Regions from separate parts of the Gossypium hirsutum genome. Here region 1 is linked to region 2. Evidence: chromatin contacts called from public Hi-C data. All regions are on one chromosome and are shown on one strand. The core of a region is the stretch at or near the end of the contact, and the rest is flanking DNA. Distances in the headings are between cores, read along the strand shown. Region 1 has its middle 42 kb from the start of LOC107962105. Region 2 holds the start of LOC107962106 (very-long-chain aldehyde decarbonylase CER1).

Region 1 (4,971 bases), core at 2,072-4,571, 150 kb after region 2:
ATTACCCCTCTTTCTATATATACATATATATGCTTTGATAGTGGGAGGGAGAAAAACATTAAGCTCATTCTTTCCCCCTTTCACCGTCCCTTAAAGAAAGAAAAACATAAAATGATTTAATATATTTTAATTAATATCTATAAAAAAGTGTTAATTGTAGTAATAAAATATATTATATTCTAAAAAAAAATTTAAGTTTAAATCTTGAAAATAAAATTATTACACTTCAAAAAAATTAATTTTCATGAAGGGTGAAAAAACGATGGACTATAATAAAGAAAAAAGGACAAATTCTTGTTTGTGTTGTAGGTGTCGAAACCATCTTTAAATTTAAAAAAAAAAAGAGCGATCGACTTTGAAAAAAGAAATACGGAGTCGCCACCAATCTTTTGTTTCGGTGTGATTGAATTACCTTAAAATATTTTACTCCATTTAAACCGATTTTGGCCTACGTAAATTTGAGGAAACGGGTTTGGAAGTCGGTTACGCATGAGGAAGGATTAGCACCCTCACTACGCCCAAAATTGGTACCAAAATGATTAAATACTATCCTTATGTCTGAGATTTAAGATGTTTTTGAAATGTGATTGCTTTAAAAATATTTTAATAGTCCAAGTTGGTCATCGAAATTCTCTTGTTTCGGAGGAATACAGCATCACATCCAGCACGATAGGACACGGTCCTTTATGCCCTCGAAAACATGATAAATTTCGACTTCCAAAAGTTCATATGTTGAAAATAAAAAAAAGGATGCCCAATTGTTTAGTCCAACGAAAAACCGAAACCCAGCACAGTAGGGCACGATTCCTTGCATTTCTAGACATCGAACATTTCCTTCATTTTAAAGAATTTTTAAAGACATGAGTGAAATTTCAAAGGAATATTCGATTGTTTTGAACGAACGGGAAATCGCAACCCAGCACGATAGGGCACGATTTCCCGAATTGCCAAACATCGAACATTTCCTTCGTTTTTAAGAATTTTTAAATGAATAATTATAAAACTAGCTTAAAACGCAGTAATTTTACTTGAAATAAGATGGAATAATTAAATTTAAAGAGTTGGACCTTATAAAGTAACATTTCGTAAACCAAAAAGAGCATGGGATAATATATGCACACAGGATACAATACTTGATGAATGAGGATAATGTGTCTTATTTAATCAACTAACAAAATAAACAATTAAATATAATTAACCTAAAATTATGACCCAATTTCAATCATGCATGAAAAATAATTGATATAGTAATACAAAAAACGAAAGTAATATGCCACAATAACATACATAACCTAATACATTACCATTAATACAAAATATCCAAAATAAAATGATAATAAAAAGACTATGGTATAAGACAAATTTACAATAATGATGGACACGATATATGCATTGACGAATTGATAAATTAGAAAATATTTGTAAAAACAAACTAAATATATATATGCAATTATTAAAAAACATATTATAGAATGAATATTTTTAAAATCAAGAAATATACAAAGGGCAAAAAATGTTTACTGAAATCTATACATGAAAGTTTAAACAATGCACAGGACATTCAAGGAAAACAAAAATACATTGTAAAATATAATCTTAAGAAATGCATGCAGTAGGTTTATAAAAACATATGTATGTATTAATAGATTTAGAAATAATTATTTATAAAGAATACGCACCTTAGTAAGGCATCTAAGATTAAATTAATCTTATTATAAATTATAACATATTTATATACGAAGAAAACTATATATATAAAATAACATGGATCTAATGATATATAAACCAAATATATGTGCTAATATATACATGTACATGCATAATAATCATTTAAATAATATGTAAAACATGTATGCAAAATATATTATAATAACCAAAATGTATGTTAAAATGTAGGAATAGATTCAAAAACATGGATGAAATAAAATAACATTAATAATTTACATAGAATTGAATTATTTATTATACATATACCAATATACATGATGCATTTGAAGAAGTGTTATAGAATGGATATTTTAAATCAAATAATATACAAAGCAATTCAAAATAAGTAGTTTATAAGACGATTTAAAATAATATATAAAATGATGCATGAAAAGAAATTTAGAATGCATGACATACAAAACAATTTAAATATTGGTAGAACAATTTAGACTAAGTAATAAAATTATTTTTGAATACAAAAAGAAAGATTTAAGATAGACGACATATAAAGATCTTAAAAGTAAATAATACAAATAATCTTAAATAATATATATAGTAAAACAATTTACAATAAATAATCTGAAAGAAAAAATGGAGTTAAAAAAAATTAAGGATTAACTTGCAATCAAGATAAAATATGAGGTACAAATTATGAAATACAAAAGATTAATAAAACATGAATCAGGGCCTAAATGAACTAGCGAAGAAAGACGAGGGACCGATCAGCAAATTATTCCAAGGCCACAAGATGCGTCGTTTCGACACGGGCCAAAATGAATCAAAGGCCGAAGTCTTGGGGAAAAATTAAAAATACAAAACAGAGGGAAGGGATCCGATTGAAGGTAGGAAAAGCGGAGGGACCAGGAGCGTAAATACCCCCAAAAATAATGAAGACACGCGGATCCCCTGGTTAGCGGGTCGGGTCATCCGGTTTGGCTTCAAAACGGTGTCATCTTGAAGCATTTTGGGACTAGATGAAACGGTGTCGTTTCTTGGTTACCATAAGAACCTAAAATTTTCCTAAACCCTCATTTGAAGCCCTAATTCAAAAAAAAAAAAAACTTAAAAATCCTTCGTTTTTCCGTACTTGGCCGACTCAAGGAGAACACCCCCCCAATCTGTCGTTCGGTTAGGGATTCAACCCCAAAAGACTCGCCATCGTCGGACCACCACTATAATCGGTGGTCGTTAACGCGTGATAGATCTCCGAATTTTAATAGGAGGCTCGATCGACAGAGGCTAAACACGAAGGTAAGTATTCTCTTTATTTCTTTCCATACATTAAAACAGAACAAAAACCGAAATAAAGAAGACTTTTGAATACTCAAATCGGAAACCACCTCTCGATTTTGATAGTCTTTTTCTGTATTTCAATATGCGAAGTGTGCCCCTCTTTTACATTTTGATTATCTTTGGCTTTATAGCCGAGAAATGAAAAGAAAAAAATTAAAATAAAGAATACAAATTTCCTTGCTGTCTTTTTGTTGTTATTCGCTGCTTTCTCTTTTTGTTTATTAGTCTATTGCAGGTGTGCGTGGCGCGTGGAGGTGTACGGCGTACGGAGGCTGCTGGTGGCGCAGCTACTACGGCGTTAAAGTTTCAGAAACCCTAGGGTTTCTGATTTGGGTTTAAGTTTTTGGGCCTGTTAGGCTTGTTCTTTTGGTTGGGCCACAGGTCTTTGGACTGTGAAATTGGACTATTTATTGGGTTTTTATTTTTTGTTTTTGGTTTGTTTGTTGTTTAGTGGGCCTGGGCGGATTTGGCCCATTACAACAGGTATGAAAAGATTTTTAATTTATATGGCTACAGTGGAACTTGAATGCACCTTATATATACTATCACCCCCTACACATGCAAAGCATCTCTGCCTCGTACTAGTAAAAAGATCCCGTTCCAAAGCCATTTCCAGCTAGCCATCCAAACTAGTTCACCAAATGATGGCTTCTAAATCAGGAATTCTCACTGATTGGCCATGGAAGCCTCTTGGAAGCTTTAAGGTAAGATGATCTCCTTCCTTCACTTTTTTATTATTCTAAACCAGGGATTCTCCCATGCGCTTATACATTGTGTTGTTGGATGGATATATTTACAGTACATAATTCCGGCTCCTTGGATTACGGAGAGAATATACTCGATTATAGTTAAATATGCAAAGCAATGGATGTTTCCAACCTTGCGATACTCCCACTTATGTTATGGAGAATGATGCACAGCTAGCTTTGGATTAGCCTTTGTTGTTATCGAACTGCCAAAGGCACCAACAGGATTGTGGACAAGGGTATCGAATTTGACCAAGTTGACAGGAAAAGGAACTGGTAATATGAGTTACATCTGAGTTACATTTTCTTCTGAAAATTAATTAATTTTAAAAGTGGGTATTAATATTTATTAACCATGAACATTGCAGGGATGATCAAATATTGTTCAATGCAGTCCTGTTTTACTTGGTAAACAATTACTTTCCATGAGGTTCTCACTCACCCGTATGGAAATAGGATGGTGTGATTATAATCATGTTGCTCCATGCCGGCCCTGTGGAGTTCCTTTACTACTGGTTGCATAGAGCTCTGCACCATCATTATCTTTACTCCAGCTACCATTCTCATCACCATTCTTCCATTGTCACTGAGCCTATTACTTGTAAGCACCTCCGCCTTTGCTCACTGAATCCACTTCGCAAACTTAATTATTCGTTAAAATGATATTATATAAAATATTTTTCATTGTTTCGTAAATTTTATTCAAATAAATTTTTAAAAGATATTTTCAAAAGCAACATAAACTATATTAGTTATAAATTTGACAACTGAAATTTATCTTATAATAACTATATTATTTTAATAAACATAATAATAATAATCAATCTCTAATTAAAACTTAAATGCATAGTGACACATTTGAGCTAAAAGGGATAACTAAATATTCATATTTATACTATTAAAATATTAATATTTTGCATTATAAAATATTTATTGCTAAATGTTTTTAAATTATAAATTATATTTATTATTAAAATATTAATATAAAATATTTTCAAGAATATTATTTAAAATTTTAATTTCTTATTAGGAAGAATATTTGATGCACTGCCGGTACATAAGTCTTATGTATCAGAAGTGAATAATAACATGATACATCATCATCAAATAAAATAAAAAAAATAGTAGAAGACTTATAAATAAATACTAAAAACTTTATTTAAACATAATTAAATAAATATTAGAACACTAATTATGAGATCCTAAATATGAGAGTTATTAATAT
Region 2 (5,010 bases), core at 1,120-3,619:
AGATCAAGTGTTTACTTTGTTTGAGCATACATATACCTAATTTCTCTTCGTTTAGTAGGTGTGATTTGATTTCGAAAGAAACACAATTGCTTCGTGAAAATGTGGCAAATCAAAATCGTGTATTTCAACCAAGAATGAATGTTCGTACACATTTTTTGCAAGGGTCTGAGTGTAAGAATTTTGTTTTAAACAATTATGTGAATAGCTTATTGTGGTTCAATATTTTTTCGTCATTTCTGGAAAGAAAGCTTTTGATTCATGTTGAGATGGTAAGGAAAAATTACGTCTTTGATCTCGGAGTTGGTTTATATGTTCAGTTGTTGAAAAGGATCTCGAAAAAAATACTATATTTTCATTTGTTACATGTCTGATTTGTTTTATGTAGATAGAGGTCACAATGTTGAGGAATATCCTTTCGAAGAAAGAGTGAATAAATGAGCTTTTAACTCTTCAATTTTTAAAGCTTTATTTGATTTTTAGGGTTTCGAGAGGTATTACTTCCAATTAACTCATGAGGAGTACCCTTTCAAGGACCGTGATCTTCAAAGATTTTTCTTGAGCAAATGACCTGATTTGAGGAAAAACCGCTTAAAAGAGGGAGGGTATGATATGATCTTGGCCACATCATGTGTTGGCTCGATTTGAAAGAATCGCGACTGGCCTAAACGTGAGGGGCCCAAGTGCAAAATGAAACATCTATCATTCAAGTTCTTCACTTAATATTTACATGTTGTTTTTAGTGTTTCATGTGTCCTGTTTATCATGTTAAAATTCACAACATGCATATTTTCATTTATATTATGTTTGAATTTTAACTATAGTATCGTTGAGTAGTGATTGTCATTTGTGAATTGTCAAATGAGCTGATAACTTTTATTTATATTGCTTTGTAGGTATATGATCAACCACCAAGGGAGATATATGATTGTTTGTAATTCCCATGCAAATTCATGCACTTCCATTCCTTAGCTTACAAGAATTCATGAATTTTGAGATTCATGAATAGACAAGATACATTGGATCACATATCATGCATGTACGTCCTAGGGGGCTTGTACGAATTAAATGCTCAACATTGAATTTGGTGGATGCATGTACGGTTCAAGGGGAATGCATGAGTTTATATTAAGCATACATTATATCTATTAAATGCATGGACGACGTGGAGGGATGTATTAGAAACCATTTGGTTGATTTAATGGAGTCTTATATACATAGGCAATAAAGGGAGATGAAGTTGACAAAATAGAAGGAATGTGATTCTTCAAGCATACATTGAATTGAAAGAAATGCATGGATGACATTCAAGCGGTGCATGGATGTACATCAAAGGTTTATGACTATTCAAACATGTGCAATGAATCTTCAACATACATTCACGTCAAGAGGGAAAGCACCTGAACATTCAGATGAATTCTTTGAACTTTAAAGATATATGTATTACATGAGTTCATGTACAATCTAGAAACTTCATTTAATGGTCGGTGAGACTACTTATTTACCTAGGCTTATATATAGTTCTGTCATGTCACTTTGTAAGGGTTAATCAAATGAATTTTCAATCAATCAACTTTGAAATTTAAACCGAGTTTATACTATTTGTTCTTTTCAGAACTAAAATCAAATTTATCAAGAACTTACCTTTTTGTGGCATTCATCAATCGATCTTATCACTTCCTTTCTCAACTCTTTCCGAAGTGTGGCGATCATCCTATATTGTTGGTTTTTAACTCATTATAGATAGTGGGTTGCGATCTTTCTTAAAACAACCAACTTGTTAAGACTTTGCTTTGTAAAAATCAAGTCACACTGTTTTATAATGTTGGTTCATTTGTGGGTCAAGTTTCGTTTTATCAATTTTTATCCATTCCGTTCTTCCATTCCAATACCTTAAATACATTTCAAGTTCTAAGCTTAACTTCCCATTTTTAGAGAAAGTACTTATTTAGACGATTGGACAAATCAAATCTTGAATCAAATTCTAAACTTGTAATCGGGTTCACGTCATATAGTTTTTGGATTTATTCTTTAAATTTATTTTAGGTTTAGTCTCGATACTTTAGGCAATAGTTTGCTGAACAACTTAACTCACATGGTTAGTGACGACTCTAGTTTTTAAGTTTTCAAGCCTAGTTTGCGAGGTCCTGAGTTTAATAAGTTATAACAAGTATAATTTTTAACCTTAATAAAATATTTTTTAATATTCAAATTTTAACAAGTAAAAGTAAAAATTTATTCTAATGCCTGTAATATTATAATAAATAACAAAGGATATTTCCGTTAAAATTTCTCCCAATTTTTATTTGTTATAAATTATAAATATAGATTTTATATCTATATATATATATGTAAGATTTTCAAATTTAGTTGTCTAATCTAAGGCTGAATTAGTGATAAACTGTAATCCTGTCAGATCAACGGTTAACTCTGAAGTTTAATGATTTGCTAAGTCCAAACTACCTATATATATGCTATATATATGCATATTACTCTTTGTTTTTTGTTCAACAATCATAGATATATGCTATCCGCCTGCAGAATACTATGCATATTGCATACATAGCTTGGGCTAAATTTGTTTGGTGCGATAGGGATACACGAAGCCTAGCGGAGAAAATAAGCTAGGCAAAAAAGCAAGTTAAAGTCAGTGGGCAGCTTAGCCAGTTTAACTGCTAAGCATCTCAAAAATGTGAAACGTAGAGATAGCGTGTGACTGGAGGAACCTAAATCTTAAACACTGAATTTGCATGGCAGCACATTTTCTGGCACAGTTAGTGAGGTACTATTCAATTCAAAATGTATTAAAAGGGAGGAAGATAAAGGGTGAATAAAGACAGTTTTGGTTTTCATACAACGGAGTGGACAATAACCGGCCGAAACAGTTGAGAACAATAAATTCGTGAATTAAAGTAGTGTCCAAAAATTGCAAAGTGGCAGGCATCTTTTACATATTTATGTTTATCTGGTATTATGGCTACTCTTGCCAGACTTAATCGGTTGGGATGAAGAAATAAGACGATCACGTGGACGAATGTAAAGGTTGTAGGTTTACAGTACAGCTTGAATGCACCATATATACCACCCCTCCCTCCACATACAAAGCAACTCAACCTCGTAATAGTAATAAAATTCCCTTCCAAAGCCATTTGCAGCTAGCTCACCAAATCATGGCTTCTAAACCAGGAATTCTCACTGACTGGCCATGGACACCTCTTGGAAGCTTTAAGGTAAGATGATCTCCTTCCTCCTGCTTTTGATTATTTTGTATATTAATTTTCTCATGCATTTCCATGCACTTATATATGTATTGCTGTTGGATGGATTTTTATAGTACATAATCCTGGGTCCTTGGGTTATGGAGACCATATACTCGATTATGGTTAAGGATCCACAGGAATGGGACCTGACCAACTTTACGGTAATCCCATTCATGTTATGGAGAATGTTGCACAACCAGCTATGGATTAGTTTTTCTCGTTATCGAACTGCCAAAGGCACTAACAGGATTGTAGACAAGGGTATCGAATTTGACCAAGTCGACAGGGAAAAGAACTGGTAATATGAGTTACATTAGTTTCTGAAAATTAATTAATTTTAAAAAGTGGTTATTAACTATTAATCATGAATATCGCAGGGATGATCAAATATTGTTCAATGGAATCCTGTTTTTCTTGGCTAACAAATACGTCCCCGGGGCTTCACACTTACCACTATGGAGAACGGATGGTGTGATTATAACCATGTTGCTCCATGTCGGTCCTGTGGAGTTCCTTTACTACTGGTTTCATAGAGCTCTGCACCATCATTATCTTTACTCTCGTTACCATTCTCATCACCATTCCTCCATTGTCACTGAGCCTATCACTTGTAAGCACCTTTGACTCTTCTCTGCTCCATCCACTTCTTTATTATTAGTTTAACATGATACTGAAAGGCATAAATAGTAATGGACAGTCTGTGCTGTGTTGCTATTTTTTATTTAATTAATTTCTAAGTAGGAAGAACAGGATTACAAAATAATCCGATTAGAAAGGAGGGCACTGTCTTGTTGTCCCATTGGCGTTTGCTATATCATGTTTACTTATATCAAATAGAAATGCATTATTTAATGGCAGTGGGACCGACGAAGCATTACTTAATTAATTTATTGAACTAGAACTGAAATTTAAAACGACATTTTGTTCAGTTTTGGGGCCAACAAACAGTTTAAACAATAATACATAGAATCGTCACCAAATTTTATACTGCTTGGGCCATATATCACAAAATTAGTAAGTTGATTATATAATGTACAATTTTTGTTAAGAATAAAGAATAATAAGTGTACGTGTTGCAGCTGTGATACATCCATTTGCAGAAAACATAGTATATTTTGCACTGTTCGCAATACCAATGTTGACAGTTGTGCTTACTGGAACTGGATCTATCATCGCCATTGCTGGCTACATCACTTACATCGACTTGATGAACAACATGGGGCATTGCAACTTCGAGCTTATCCCCAACTGGGTCTTCTCCATTTTCCCTCCTCTCAAGTACCTAATGTACACTCCATCGTAAGCCCCTCTCTCTCTCTCTCTTAAAAATCAAATTCTGCAAGCACATGACATAACTAGTAAAAGAAAGGGACAAATTCACTACTTGCAAACCAACTAAAATAAGGGGCAAAAATTTATGACCCGAAAAGAAAGGTCTGACATGGTTGTGGCACGTGGGCCCTGCTGCTAGATGTATAATTTAACTTTCCTCATTCATTCTCTCGTAGCTTTTGTTCTTGTGTCTCACCCAACAAAGTTTGACTCACATGATATACAATGCGTAGAAAGTAGATATTTTATATTGTCTAATTAAGCCCGTAATTAGGAAATTTTACTGCTACCTGGATACGTGTCAGCCATCTTTCCAACCATTTTGCACTTTGTGCAACTTGCACCTTGACAAATTAATTGTTTCAAAAATGATGAAGATGGCTTTCGCTGTAAGAGTATCTGTTCTCGTATTGAAAGCTTG

Evidence for each region. Hi-C and Micro-C count contacts between places; a contact is called where the count stands out from the background.
Region 1: a Hi-C map of leaf shows a contact between it and region 2, with 5 times the contacts expected there. The contact joins the enhancer-like site here to the promoter of LOC107962106 in region 2. A contact is called at or near these places in 6 of 34 Hi-C or Micro-C datasets (leaf and petal).

Annotation. Positions count from the first base shown.
Region 1 is chrA06:119,514,615-119,519,585 of Gossypium_hirsutum_v2.1, forward strand. It overlaps the pseudogene LOC107962104. Among protein-coding and RNA genes, the nearest start is that of LOC107962105, 42 kb to the left of the region's middle. Within about 2 kb of position 3,322, at least 9 of the 9 cell types and tissues checked have an H3K27ac peak or open chromatin away from gene starts, as enhancers often do. A contact at or near this core is called in leaf, where this site is marked.
Region 2 is chrA06:119,365,692-119,370,701 of Gossypium_hirsutum_v2.1, forward strand. LOC107962106 (very-long-chain aldehyde decarbonylase CER1) reads left to right here and starts at 2,370. Exons shown (of 10, transcript XM_016898352.2): 1 at 2,370-3,227; 2 at 3,332-3,555; 3 at 3,635-3,867; 4 at 4,337-4,556. The coding sequence starts at 3,168.